Linked DNA regions of Triticum aestivum: region 2 is linked to region 1. The links are chromatin contacts, called in public Hi-C maps. All regions are on one chromosome and are shown on one strand. The core of a region is the stretch at or near the end of the contact, and the rest is flanking DNA. Distances in the headings are between cores, read along the strand shown.

Region 1 (6,422 bases), core at 3,353-5,852:
ACAAGTAAAGCTTATGGTGGAGCTTGGTGAGGATAGTGGCACAAAATTTTGATGTAAAATGTTAGCAAGAGTCAATAATGTTGAAAGAGATTCACAAATTTGCAAGTGAAACAAGTAGACCAAAAGCAATATGTGGCACACGGAAACACACACACAGATAGATAAATGGGGTTGTGCAACAAAGGAATGAGCACAAAATGTGGAATCCACGGAAAACGCTCGTGTTGCACAACTCAAGAGAGACGCTAGCACGATTTCTCAATAGGCGGATACGACACTTGCGCACAACCTATGATATGCAAAATATATCAAGTTCTATCCCAAGTATGCTATATATGTATGATGTTCCCGGTGTTTCTCTCAAGATGATCCAAGATGATCGGATATGACAATCTTATATGCAATGTGGTATGATGCTATCGCTATTGCTTACAAGCTCTTTGTTCACTCTTTTTTTCTTTTGCTTAAAAGCTTATTCTCTTTTTTTATGGCCACAATGCGAAATGCACAAACCAAGATAGCAATTGTGTATATGCGGGAACAATCTTTGTGACACAAGAGATGATATGATACCAAGATGATACCAATATGATATGGTATGTATGCAATGGAATGGATGATCACTAATGTGCACAAGTAACGTTGCCGACAATACTCAATGGCTAGTCTCAATAGGAAAGTGACACAAAATGGGCTAGGGGTTATCAATGCAATGGCAAGGGGAATATACAATGTTTCATCGAGGTTACTGTCAATGTCGATGACGACCTCGTGGCGATGATGAGTGGCGGTGCCCTCGATGCCGAACCGTTCCTAATTAGCCGAAACACCTTAGGAAACGAAAAAACCGCGAACTCAAAACCTCAAATGTCAAATGTCAAATGGTGGTAGCGGAAAGCGGTGGTGGTGTAGCCGAAGCTCAATGGTATTGCGGAGATGCAATGATGGGTTTTGGAGTAGGTAATGCAAAAATGGAGGGTTATTGGGTTATGCGAGTCAATGTTGAAGTGACCGTCCCTAAGTAGCCGAAACACCTTAGGAGACACAAGCCACAACTCAAACAAGATCAAACAAAATTGGGTTAAGTTGGGGTGGCAGAAGTGTATGGTGGACAGCCTATGCGAAAATGGTGGTGGTGGTTGATGAAGAAGCAACCGTCCCTAAGTAGCTGAAACACCTTAGGAGACTCAAATCACAACTCAAGCAACCACTAATGCTATGGTGAACAAAATGGGTTAGGTTGTGGGAGGCTATGGTGGTTATGCGGATGATGCGGTGGAAGCCCTAGGCAAAGATGCCAAAATTCACAAAATTTGATGGAGTCAAATGATGTTGGTGGTATTTTTGTGGGATGGGGATGTCAATAGCTTCAAAACAAGCTAAAGAACGTCGAAATAGAAATTTGGATGAATTAGTTATGGCTGAAACAAGAATCGGACGAAGTTGATATCTACAGGTGTCGGACGTCCGGAAATGGATGGATGTCCAGTCGTCGGACGTCCGGTCGGGCTCGGAAATCCACTAATTTTGTTCTGTGGCACCGGTCGTCCAGAAGTGTCGGATGTCCGGTGGTTCGGGAGGCTCCAGACGTCCGGTAAAGTGGCGCTCGTACGGTTGGTCTGGGTCAACGCGAATTGCGAGTTTTGGGACGCAATTTTGGGCAGAAATTGGGGATTTTGGGCTCAAAATTGATGAGATTTAGTGGATAAAAAGTGGAAAAACTTGGGGAGATGCTAGATCCACTTGAAACCAAGCAAATCCATGGATCAAAATCAACAAAACATCATCAAACCAACAAATCACAAAAAATAGGACTATTTTTGGTGAGGATTTTCGAAATTTAGGACGAAATCAAACAAAAGAAGGCTAGAAAACGAGGGGAGGGACTCCAAATACGTGATCAACGTGGCTCATGATACCAAGATGATGTAGGGTAGAACCCTAGTTGCCCGATCTTTCACGATTGGAGGGGATCCTACGAAGAACACGAAGAACACGAGGGGAAACACGAGGGAAATCACGAGGGGAAATGAGAGAAAACACTCAAATAGACAAGAAGCGACCACACATGTGCTAGATCCTCGAAACACAAATAGATTCACGGTCCAAATCCAACAAAGGACGATACAAGTGGTAACTAGTTCATCTCCGTGAGGACGTCTTGAGGGGTCTTCCCATGAAGGGGTCTTGAATCCAAGGTGGATCTTCTCCGAAGAGGGAGCGGTCTCTCTCGATGGAGTAGATCCGGATGGATGAGCAAAGTTCTATCTCAAATGAGCTAATCTTTTACTAACCCTAGCTAGGAGGAGGTGGAGGAGTATATATAGTCTAGGGCCACGAAGGGGTAAGTGGAAGAGAGTTACAAGGCCCAAGGCCCGCGGATGCACACAACCATGCATCGGACGTCCGGAGGCTCACGAGGGACCGGTCGTCTGGTGCGCATCAGAATTCCGACGTTTCTTCTCTGGTGTGGTGGCACCGGATATCCTGAGACGGTCGGGCGTCCGATCGCTGGAATGTGTCAGACGTCCAATACTTGTCGGTCGTCCGGCCGCTGTAGCTTCCGTCGGCTGGCCCTTCTAGCTGGCTGAGTGTCTAGGAGTCGAACGTCCGGCGTCGGACGGTGGCTAAAGCTTCCGAGCAGCTCCTTGTCTTGCTCCGCTTCCTCGCCTTCTCGTCCGATGCTTCTAGCTACTTCATGGTCTTCCTCTTGGTTCCTGGTCATGCATAGCACATATGTTTGAGGTAGTAGCCATGTCTCGCATGTGGAAAGTGACGGTTCAGAGAGGAGCGAGTTCACCTTGTGTCCAATGGCATATGTTCGAGGTTTCGTCATACGTCCTCTTGGGGCTTGGAGAGTAGTCGGAGTGTACATGGAGATGAACATAGAATGCTCCACATCAGGATAGCCTTATGCCCAATTAATGTTTTTAAAAGTGGTTAGGTTCCTACCAAAGGCTAGCTAGGTTTCTACTGGTTGCATTTGGTTTTCACTCTTCCTAAGGAAACATCAAGCAATTCAAATTCAATCACAAGCAATCCTAGGCAATCATGGGTATTTCCTAGCAAAATTTTAATTCTCTGTGAATTTTTCAATATACCAGATTTGGGAAAAATCTGGAATGTGGCACGGACGAAACAAGGAAACCCTAAATCGCCTTCGAAAGCGTCTAAGCCGAAGCCAAATGCAAACCGTCACCTACATGGGACGGAAGAGTACCACCTACACTAGGGAGGGCAATCCCTATGTTTAGGCCGTGTGTTTTGTGTTGCGGTGGATTATGATAATCAAGCTTTTTCAGATGGTTTTTACCTATTTTTCTCTTTGGGCCAACCAACTTTTTCTACCCTAGTTATCACAACATACTACAAAACAAGTTTAGCATTTTGCTCAAAATGTGTTTTTAGCACAACACACTTCAGCAAACACAAACCAATCTTAAATTAATCGTGTCATTTATTAGAGTTATGACTATCCCGACATAATTTTACTCCAAATCAATTTCTAGAGCTTTTCTTGGGGATCGCCCACGCCAAGGGATGGTTCTCAGGGTCGAGATGGGATATCATTGCGAAATTAGGTTAATCTACATTAGTTCAATGTTCATTACTGTTGGTGTTCGTGTGATTACATTAAGATCCCTTGCTTAGATCAGTCAGATAAATTAGGGAACGTGCCTCTTGGTATAGGTTACGTATTTGTGAAAGACGCTAACGAGAAGCCGTTTGCGTGCGACAAAATAATACATGACCCTCGATCCTCGAATCGTCTCCGACCGCCGCAACGCAGAACTCCCAATGGGCCTCCTCCCCGTCGGCGATGGCCCTGTACCCGGAGCTGTTCGAGGCCGCAGCGGCTTCCGGTGGTACACGCGGGTGCAGGCGGCGACCATCCCGCTGTGCAGTCGCACAAGGACTTGTCCGTCGACGTCGCCACCTGCTCCGCCAAGACCCTCGGCTTCTTCGTCCCCGTCGTCGAGATGCTCTGCCGCCTCTCAAACACCACCAGGTCACCTCACTGCTCAGTGCCCTCTTCCTGTCACTTTCTCTTGTTTTGCTTATGAGATCCATGTAGTAGTTCAATCCTGAAACGAATTTCTGTAGGTTCTTGGCATCATCGTCTCTGCGACGAGAGAATTGTCTTTCCAGATATACAATGTGGCGCAGCCCTTCTTGGCGACACTGAAGGGCGTGTCGTCCATTCTACTGGTTGGTGGATTGGACATTATTACATTAAGGTTGAGCTCAAGAAAGTGCAGGAAGAGAGCGCAAAAATACTGGTGGGCACTCCCGGAAGCTGTTCAACATAATGGAGCGCCTGGACACCCTGGAGTACAAGTATCTTGAGGTTGGTTTGGGGAACAATGGAACTGTGTTTGATTGTTTTTTTGCTTTGGCACAAGTGTCACATTTGTTGATGTTATTTTGGTTTGTGTGTGCCTTGGAAGCAGATTTTGATCCTGGATGAGGCTGATAAGCTCTTGGATACAGCTTTCAGAAGCAGGTTATGTCAGGCACAAGAGGCAACGCAGTGTAGCTGTTACGGAAATATCGTTTCAGTTAACGGACGGCCACGATGGATCCCCTGCGCGGGGCTGATATCCACCGTTGGATTTACTTTACCAGCTGTTGCTGTAGCTTTTCACCTATAACAGTCGGGATGTGGCTGGGATCGACTATCACTTTTCCCCAATTCTGAATCATGGGCTAGAACCCTAACACTCGAGCTCCATATACTCGCAATATACCTTCGATTTCGGCCAGAATTAGCCCTTCTCTTGCCGATAATTAGCACCAACTAGTCCATAGAACGTCTCCGGTCTGACAAATTGGTATCATGAGCCATAGTTCTTCGGCGGAAGCGCTCTGCTGGTGAATTTCTTCACCCGGCGGCGGCTCCCACCCTTGTCCCACCCTTTTTCGAGAGCGGCGAGGCGAAATTGGTGGCGGGGTCCGGTGTGGTGGCGCAGGCGGCGGTGAAATTCGGGCATAAATCGGCCGAGCAGAAGCGGTTGTTCGGACATCTTGTTCGTTCGGTAAAAATTCCGTGTTCTAAGCTCCGATCCGTGTGCCAGGGAGGCGAGATTGTCGGCGGCGGCAGGATCTGCGGTATTGGGGAGGGTTGCTGAGAATTCAGTGGTAAAATTCCGTACCCATACCTCAGATCAAGGCGATGGGACGCTCCAAGGTAATCGATGACACTGATCTGCAGGAATTTTTGGCCATGCGCGATGAATTTGGTGTCCTACAAAAGGACAGCAGTCAGTTACAGACTCGGGTGTCAAAGATCCAAACAGAGGTCCAAACAATTGGGTCTAAGCAAGGAGAGATTTCTGCTACTGTAGGCGATGTGGAAAAGGTGGTACTGGATTTGGGTAAACAACTATCAGTAATCAGTAATGTTCTTCAAACCTTGGTGAAAACAACGCAATCAACACAACAAGCAGATCGCCCTTCCAGTTCTCAGGAAGTGCCCAAATCTCATACACTGAACCAGGATCGCTCGCAAGAACAAGAGGCACGAGTGGAGCAGTTACGGAAACAACTAGCAGCAGAGAAAGAAAACTCTAAGCAATTAGAAGACATTCAGTTACAAAATCTGCCACCAATCAGAGTGAATAGAGCTGAAGGACCTCCGGGATCTGCAACGCAGGGACGACTGGAACAACATAGTGCAGTGGGCATTCCGGCAACAGCAAGACAGCAAGTCCACACCCCTGCATTCAACCAGTTCTATCAGCAGAACAGAGAAAGGTAGATGTGGCAGGGTTATCACAGAAGTTATGAACAGGACATGCAAGCACAGTTCATGAGAGCATTGACTAAAGGCCCTAAAATGGAGTTTCCCAAATTCTCAGGAGTGGATCCAGTGGGGTGGATCAGACAATGCAACAGATATTTTTAGATGGTTGCTGCTCCAGAAGAGTATAAAGTATCATTAGCTCAACTATATATGGTGGATGAAGCTGATGTTTGGTTAAGAAGATCTGGGCTGCTCAAGAAACAACTGTCCTGGAAACAATTTGGGGCAGAGATAGTGAAGAGGTTCTCAGAACAAGGATCCTATGATCTAACCGAAAAATTCACTTCTTTGAAACAAGCAAACAGTACAGTGTCTGCATATACAAAGCAATTTGAGGACCTGATGGCAGAAGTCATGGAAGAAAACCCTGAACTAGGAGAAACCTGGTTCATAAGGTGCTATGTAAAAATGGTCTCAGGGATGGAATTAAATTTCAGTTGAGACCACTGAGACCTCAATCTTTGATTGATGCATAATGTTTAGCTAAAGAAGTAGAACCCAATCATCCACCTATCAGTGCAATTCCCAAGAAAATGGCCAGTACATTTGTCAATTATTATCAGAAGAATACTGGTGCCTTTCAGAACAAAACCAGCAGCAACACTGTGACTGTGCAACA
Region 2 (6,894 bases), core at 3,745-6,244, 170 kb before region 1:
ACCCGTTGCTGACATTTTGTGGACAGTTTTGAGAGCATCATCGGACAATCTCGCAGTTAACAAACATGTTAGCAGTTTAAAAGAAAAAGACCTGTTACCAGACTGGAGTCAAAAAACGTCTTACATTATGGGACAGAGGGAGTAACTCGCATGGTAGACATAATAGCTAACTGAACATATAAAACAGTTTCTCATTTAGAGATATTTCGAAGTTTCATGGATGAACAAAACATGCTCCCTGTAGATAATCCAGTTCCTGCTAACTTAGTACTGAAGAGAGTGCTTTCCATACCTTCTATTGTTAACACTGACCTGATCATTATGAACATGTACCAACCAAGTGCCTTGGCTCTTGGTTGCTGTGAGGTGTTCCCGTTCGTTGTGCTGAAATTACCATGGAAGCAGCACAAGTGGGAGCATCATTACCGTCGATTGGAAGTGTGCTTTTGATCTCTGTCAGTAGGTGCTAGTTACAGTTTCTTATTCGAGTTGTTCATATCATCATCACCGCATCAAAAATTGACTTTATTTAACTTGTGACCTGTCGTCAAGCCTTTTTAGCTAGCCATCATTCCTTCGCTTCACTCTGACCCCAGGGCAACTAGTCTCAAACTATTCAAAGCCAACCACAAGGATACGGGACCACTACAGTTGCCTGATTTTTTTTCAGTTTTGCTTAACATCATGTACCTATTTTCTCTCTCTGACTGTTCAGTTGATTTTGGGCGAGACCAAAGGCGGCGACAATGTGAGGAGCGGCAACAATGAGCATCGACCTGGCGAGGCTGAGCCAAGACCTCGCCGGAGACGGAGACGACACTGTGAGCAATAGTGAGTTGCAGAATCACGCAAAGGCAAGGAAGCAGGTTGACAATGCATTGAGGTTGTCGGCGTTGCTGAAGATTGAGGGACTTAGAGGGATGGCTGCGAGGAAGCAGGTTGACAATGCATTGAGGTTGTCCCAGTCATCACTCTACCCCCCCCCCCCCCCCCCCCCCCGCGGTTCTTCAGTGCCAGCGATGATCCCCCCAACCCAACCCAAATCGTCAAGCCTCCAACTTGCTCCCCGTCTCCCACTCGTTATCGGCTCAAAGTTTTTTTTCCGGTCGTAGCAAAACCGGAAGATAGTCACAGTAGGTGATGCTTCCTATTACCCGGGAGTTGGGCGTGTCATCCGTCTGCCTTACTTTGTCACTTAATTAAGCGCATTATCAATCACAAGGATCAAAATGACACACAAATGTGTAGCTAGATCGAAAATTGTCTTGCAAAGGTTTGGGTTTTTCTTCAGAATTCAGGGGACAAAACATGTTGCTATACGCAACAACAACTTTATTAGTCCAACTCAAGGCAAAATGTTACGTACAACAATTGTATACACCATATTGCAACACATATAAGCAGCAATTACAACACTAAAAACCATGGAGGCCTCCTTGCTATGCGTCGTGGCCATGACCATTGCACGCGCCTGCCGTTGGCAAAGGAGGCTGCGACGACGGCGCGTCGATCTCCCTGAGCACGGCGACCACATGCAGCATATTGGGCCGCTTCGACGGGAAGTCGTCCACGCACTGCAGCGCCATCTCCAGGAACCTCATCATCTCCGTCTCCTCGTCGCCGGCCGCGGCCGCGACGAGCTCCGGGTCCACGACCTCCTTCCCGGCGCCCTCCCTGACCTTCATCTTCACCCAGCCGACGAGGTTGGTGTCGCCGAAGTCCTCCTTGTCGGTGGGCCGCCGCCCGGTGAGCAGCTCCAGCAGCACCACGCCGAGGGAGTAGACGTCGCCCTTGGCGGTGCACCGGAAGCTCTGGTAGTACTCCGGCGGCACGTACCCGGGGGTCCCGGCGAGGGTGCTGACGCTGAGGTGCGTGTCGAGCGCGCTGATGAGCCTGGCCATGCCGAAGTCGGCGACGCGGGCCTCCATCCTGCCGTCGAGGAGCACGTTGCTGGACTTCATGTCGCGGTGGATGATGTGCGGGATGCAGTTGTGGTGCAGGAAGCACAGCCCCTTGGCCGCCCCGCGCGCCACCGTCTTCCTCTTCTCCCACGTCAGCGCCGGCGCGCCGTCGGCCGGGAGGTGGAGCATGTCCTCCAGGCTGCCGTGGGTCATGTACTCGTAGACGAGGAGCCGCTCCTCGCCGATCTTGCAGTAGCCGAGCAGGGGCACCAGGTTCCGGTGCTTGATCTTGCCCAGCGTCTCCATCTCCGCCATGAACTCGCGGTCCCCCTGGTGGCTCAGCGGGATCAGCTTCTTGATGGCGACCGTGGAGCCGTCCTTGAGCGTCGCCTTGAATACCTCGCCGAACCCGCCGGAGCCGATCAGGCTGGCGGCCGAGAAGCCGTTGGTGGCCTCGATCAGCTGCGTGAATGTGATCTTCCGGAGCTGCCGCTGGAAGGTGGCCACGTTGATGCTCAGCGCCTCCTTCTCCGCCTTGCCCAGCTTCCACGTCGTCGCCGTCCGCGTCCCGTCCTGCAGGCTGCTCAGCATCCGCGCCTCCCGCACCTCCCGCCGCCGCACGCGCACCGCCACCGCCCAGATCGACACCGCGCACGCCAGCCCGGCGGTGACCATCACGGCCAGGAGCACGGCGTTCGCCCACGCCGCCCTCGGCAGAGGCCACCTACTGCTACTACTTTCAGCTGCCGCGCCGGAGGAGGCCGCGATGCTCGCCCTGGGGAGCCGGTCGCTGCACGGCACCAGCGGCATGCCGCAGAGGCCAGGGTTGTTGGCGTACTGGCTCGCCGGCAGCGTGCTGAGCTGCCCGCGCTGCGGGATCTCGCCTGCGAGGTCGTTGTCGGAGACGTCGATCTGCACGAGGAAGGAGAGGTTGGAGAAGGAGTCCGGGATGCTGCCCTGCAGCCGGTTGTGCGACACGTCGAACACGCCGAGGTCGTGGAGGCGGCCGAGCGACGCCGGGATCTCGCCGCTGAGGTTGTTCCTCGCCAGGTCGAGCACCTGGAGCAGCACCATGTCGCCCAGCTCCTCCGGGATGGCGCCTACGAGGCTGTTGTACGAGAGGTCCAGGTACTCCAGCGTCTGGTACCGCGTCCACCCGCTCACCGCCGCGCCGGAGTAGAGCCGCGTGAAGTCGCAGCTCCTGAGGGTGGGCACCTGCAGCAGCCGCTCCGGCCGGATGCCCGCGAACTCCAGCAGCCCACCCACGCCCTTGCACGCGTTCCCAGCGTTGCGGACGAACGCCAGCGTGTTGCCGGACAGGATGCCGCTCAGCGGCGTCGCCCCGAGCTGCCGGCCGAGGCGGTGCGGGATCACGCCGGTGAGCCTGTTGCTGTTGAGGTCCAGCCACATCAGGCTGCTGCAGTTGCCGAGCTCCTTGGGGATGTCGCCCACGAGGCTATTGTTCGCCAGCTGTAGCACGGCGAGCCGGGACAGCCGGCCGAACTCCGGCCTGATCGTGCCGCTGATCCGGTTGCTCGTCAGCGAAATCCACTCGAGGCCGGTGCAGTTAAAGAGCTCGACGGGGATGTCGCCGCCGATGAAGTTGTTGTTGAGGATGAGCGTGCGGAGGCTCCGGCATTGCCCGAGCTCCGCGGGGATCTGGCCTTCTAGCTGGTTGAGCCACGTCACGAGCTGCTCCAGGGCACGGAGCATGCCGAGCTCCGGCGGGATCGGGCCGCGCAGGTAGTTGATGCTGAAGTCGATCACCCGAAGGCGCGAGCAGTTGGCCAGACCCGGAGGGATCGCGCCGGTGAGGAGGTTGTCCGGCATCCGGAGCTCCTCCAGCGCCGCGCCGCCCCTGCAGAGCTCGGCGGGCAGCGCACCGGCGATCTTGTTGCTGCTGAGGTCGGCGACCCTGAGGCTGTTGCAGGCAGAGATGGTGCTCGGGAGCGATCCCGAGATGAAGTTGTTGCTGAGAAGCAGGATCTCCAACTTCGTGAGGTTCCCGAGCACCGCGGCCGGGATCGAGCCGGAGATGTTGTTGTTGGCCGCGTCGAGCAGCTGGAGCGCGCGGCACGACGAAAGGGACTCCGGGATAGAGCCGGAGATGTTGTTGCTCGAGACTCTGAGGATCTGCAGCGACGAGCACGCGGCCAGGCTGCGTGGGATGGCGCCGGTGAGGCGGTTCCCCGAGACGTCGAGCACCTCGAGGCCAGCGACGTCGCCGATCGACTCCGGGATCGCGCCGGCGAGGGCGTTGTAGGATACGTTGAGCGTCTTGAGGCCGGCGCAGCGGGAGAAGGACGGCGGGATCGTGCCGGTGAAACGGTTGGCGGAGAGGTCGAGCAGGACCAGCGTGTCGGGGAACGACGCGCCGGAGACGTCCCCGGACATGTTGTTCCCGGCGACGTCGAACACCTGAATCGTGCTCGGCGGAGACAGTAGGTTAAGAGGGAGAGCGCCGGTGAGGTTGTTCCGCGCGAGGCGGACGTCGGTGAGGTTGGGGTAGTAGTGCGCCAGCTGCATGTCGGCGGGGAGGCTGCCGGCGAGGCCGCCGTCGGAGAGGTCGAGCGTCAGCAGCGCACGGGGGAGCATGGGAATGTCCCCAGCGGCGTCGGCGCGGAGCTGGGCGTTGCCGGAGAGGTTGAGGTGGCGCAGCGTGTCAATGGAAGCGAGCGCTGCAAACGAAGAGCGCCCGGAGAGGCCGCAACCGGCGAGGTTGAGCCCCTCCACCCGCCCCTCGCCGTCGCACGTCACCCCGTACCACCTGCACCACGTGCCATTACCACTACCACCACCGCCGGGCGACCCTTGCTGCTGCCATTGCCAAGACGAGAGCACGCTCCTAGGGTCCTTGTGGACGGACGCCTTGAAGCGGAGGAGCGCCCCCGCGTCGTCGCCGGTTCCCGCGGACACGGTCGTCGTCGTGTACGTCGACGAGAGGAGGAGGAAGACGACGAGGAGGAGCATGCGATCCATCGCCACTGGCATGGCTGGCACGGGGACGCCGATGAGGAATGTCATTGACTCATGGTCTCCCTCACGTTGGATGGTCTGTGCTTAGTAGCACGAAAGGTGTTTGAGGAAAGGAAAGAGAGCGTGCGCCATTGTGGCTTTTGGAGGTAAAAAGCTCGATAAAGATGGCTTTTGTTGTGTGTGTAGGAGTATTAGAAACATCATCGGTCGGTTAACCCACGGTGTGTGTGCGTGTCTTAAGGCTTTTGCTAATATTGTGTTGATGATGATAGGATTCGCTTTACCTCTGGATCAACCATGGGGAATCATGTGTGCACGAGGGAAAAGGAAGGCATGCACGTGAGTAAGTGGAGGGGAATCATGGCACACGAAGTCAGGAACACATTGATCTTATGAATGGAAATTGCACCGAGCTCAGCAGCAGTCCCTACAACCGGTCATCCAACGCTAGCACTCAAATTTCCCCTAAAATACAACATCTTCAATGTAAACTATGTTAGAACCGAGAGTATATCCATGCGCGGAGAGGGGGGGGGGGGGGGGGGGGGTATGGGTAGATTCAAAAAATTTGTGAAAGTTTGAACCAAACCCAAACACAACAGCGGAATAAACTGAGTATGTCAAACACTGAAGACAAATAGCCAGAACTGGACTTAACGAGAGATAAAGAGAGCGAGCTAAACAAATCTCTTGAGGAAATATATTAATCGTTCGAGAATAATAGTTCACAATCTTAATGATCACAATGGTCATATTGTATGCTAGGAGATAAAACAACATGAGAGAGCAACCAATATGAGTTGAGATGCTAGCGAACTAAACAGCGGAAGGATGAAGACAGAAACAGAGATAGCGATTGAGGGAAAAAGAAGAGAAACAGAACAAGGCACAAAGTGAATGTGAACTATTGCGAGATGTTACTCAGAGTATAGCTAAGAGCATCTCCAGCAGGAGCGCAACGCGTGGCGCGTTAAAAAAGCGTTTACGACGCCTCCATAGCCAGTTTTTGCGCGCCGCGGAGCGCTGGCTGCAGTGGCCGCCACAAAAAATTGCGCGCGCGCGTCGCTCCAGCAGACGCGCTAAACTACAGCGCGCGCGCGCCGCTCCAGCAGACGCGCTAAACTACAGCGCGCACGAGCAGCCGACGCTTGCCATATGTTCAGTTTGGAGACAATATGATGATATTTCAAACATCAAAACAAGACATGGCATAGTTTAAATCACCCAAACAAGTTCATGACATATCATAGTTCAAAATCATGCCCACATCATCATTCAAACAAGTTCAAAATCATCCAACCAAGTTCATGACACAAAAGTTCACACAAACAAATGGCACATCAACAATCATGTCTCATCCTCATCTTCGTCCTCCTCTTCCTCCGATTCTTCATCATCATCTTCGTCCTCCTCTTCGTCCAACTCTTCCTCCCCGTCTTCATTGTGTCGCGTCGCATCATCATGGGGAGCTCGGAAGGTGGCAAGATCTCCAACGACATCATGCGAAGGTATGTGAGGCACACCGGAGGACATGCGTCCACCCATGTCACCCGGAGGTTCTCCCATGCCTCCCATGAGAGACGCAAAACTCATGCCTCCCATGGTAGCTCCGAAGCCACCCATGCCTCACATGCCCCCCCCCCATGGTAGCTCTGAAGCCACCCATCCCTCCCATGCCGCCCATGGTAGCCCTGAAGCCACCCATGCCACCCATGCCACCAGTCCCGCTCATGCCACCCATGCCACCCATGCCACCAGTCCCGCTCATGCCACCCATGCCGCCCATGCCACCCATGCCTCCCATGGCCATGGCTCTTTTTTGGACCAAGACTTCTTCACGATCAAGATTGACGTACTCCTTTTGCTTCTCACCGAGGGTGGACGTGTCCATGAAGAACGAGTGTTTCTCCCATTCCAACAATCTAGTTCGCTCCTTCATGGCCAATTTCTTCTCCTCCAATGCCACCTTCCTCTCCTCGGCCGCCACCCTCCTCTCCTCGGCTGCCGCATCTTGATT

What was found. Hi-C and Micro-C count contacts between places; a contact is called where the count stands out from the background.
Region 2: a contact with region 1 is called in a Hi-C map of leaf, with 10 times the contacts expected there. The contact joins the promoter of LOC123068837 here to the enhancer-like site in region 1. A contact is called at or near these places in 4 of 5 Hi-C or Micro-C datasets (leaf and an unstated tissue).

Annotation. Positions count from the first base shown.
Region 1 is chr3B:94,205,136-94,211,557 of IWGSC CS RefSeq v2.1, reverse strand. It overlaps the pseudogene LOC123067358. Among protein-coding and RNA genes, the nearest start is that of LOC123068836, 85 kb to the right of the region's middle. Within about 2 kb of position 4,602, at least 4 of the 8 cell types and tissues checked have an H3K27ac peak or open chromatin away from gene starts, as enhancers often do.
Region 2 is chr3B:94,373,554-94,380,447 of IWGSC CS RefSeq v2.1, reverse strand. LOC123068837 (brassinosteroid LRR receptor kinase BRL2-like) reads right to left here and starts at 4,994. Exons shown (of 1, transcript XM_044491517.1): 1 at 1,306-4,994. The coding sequence starts at 4,925. The coding sequence ends at 1,440.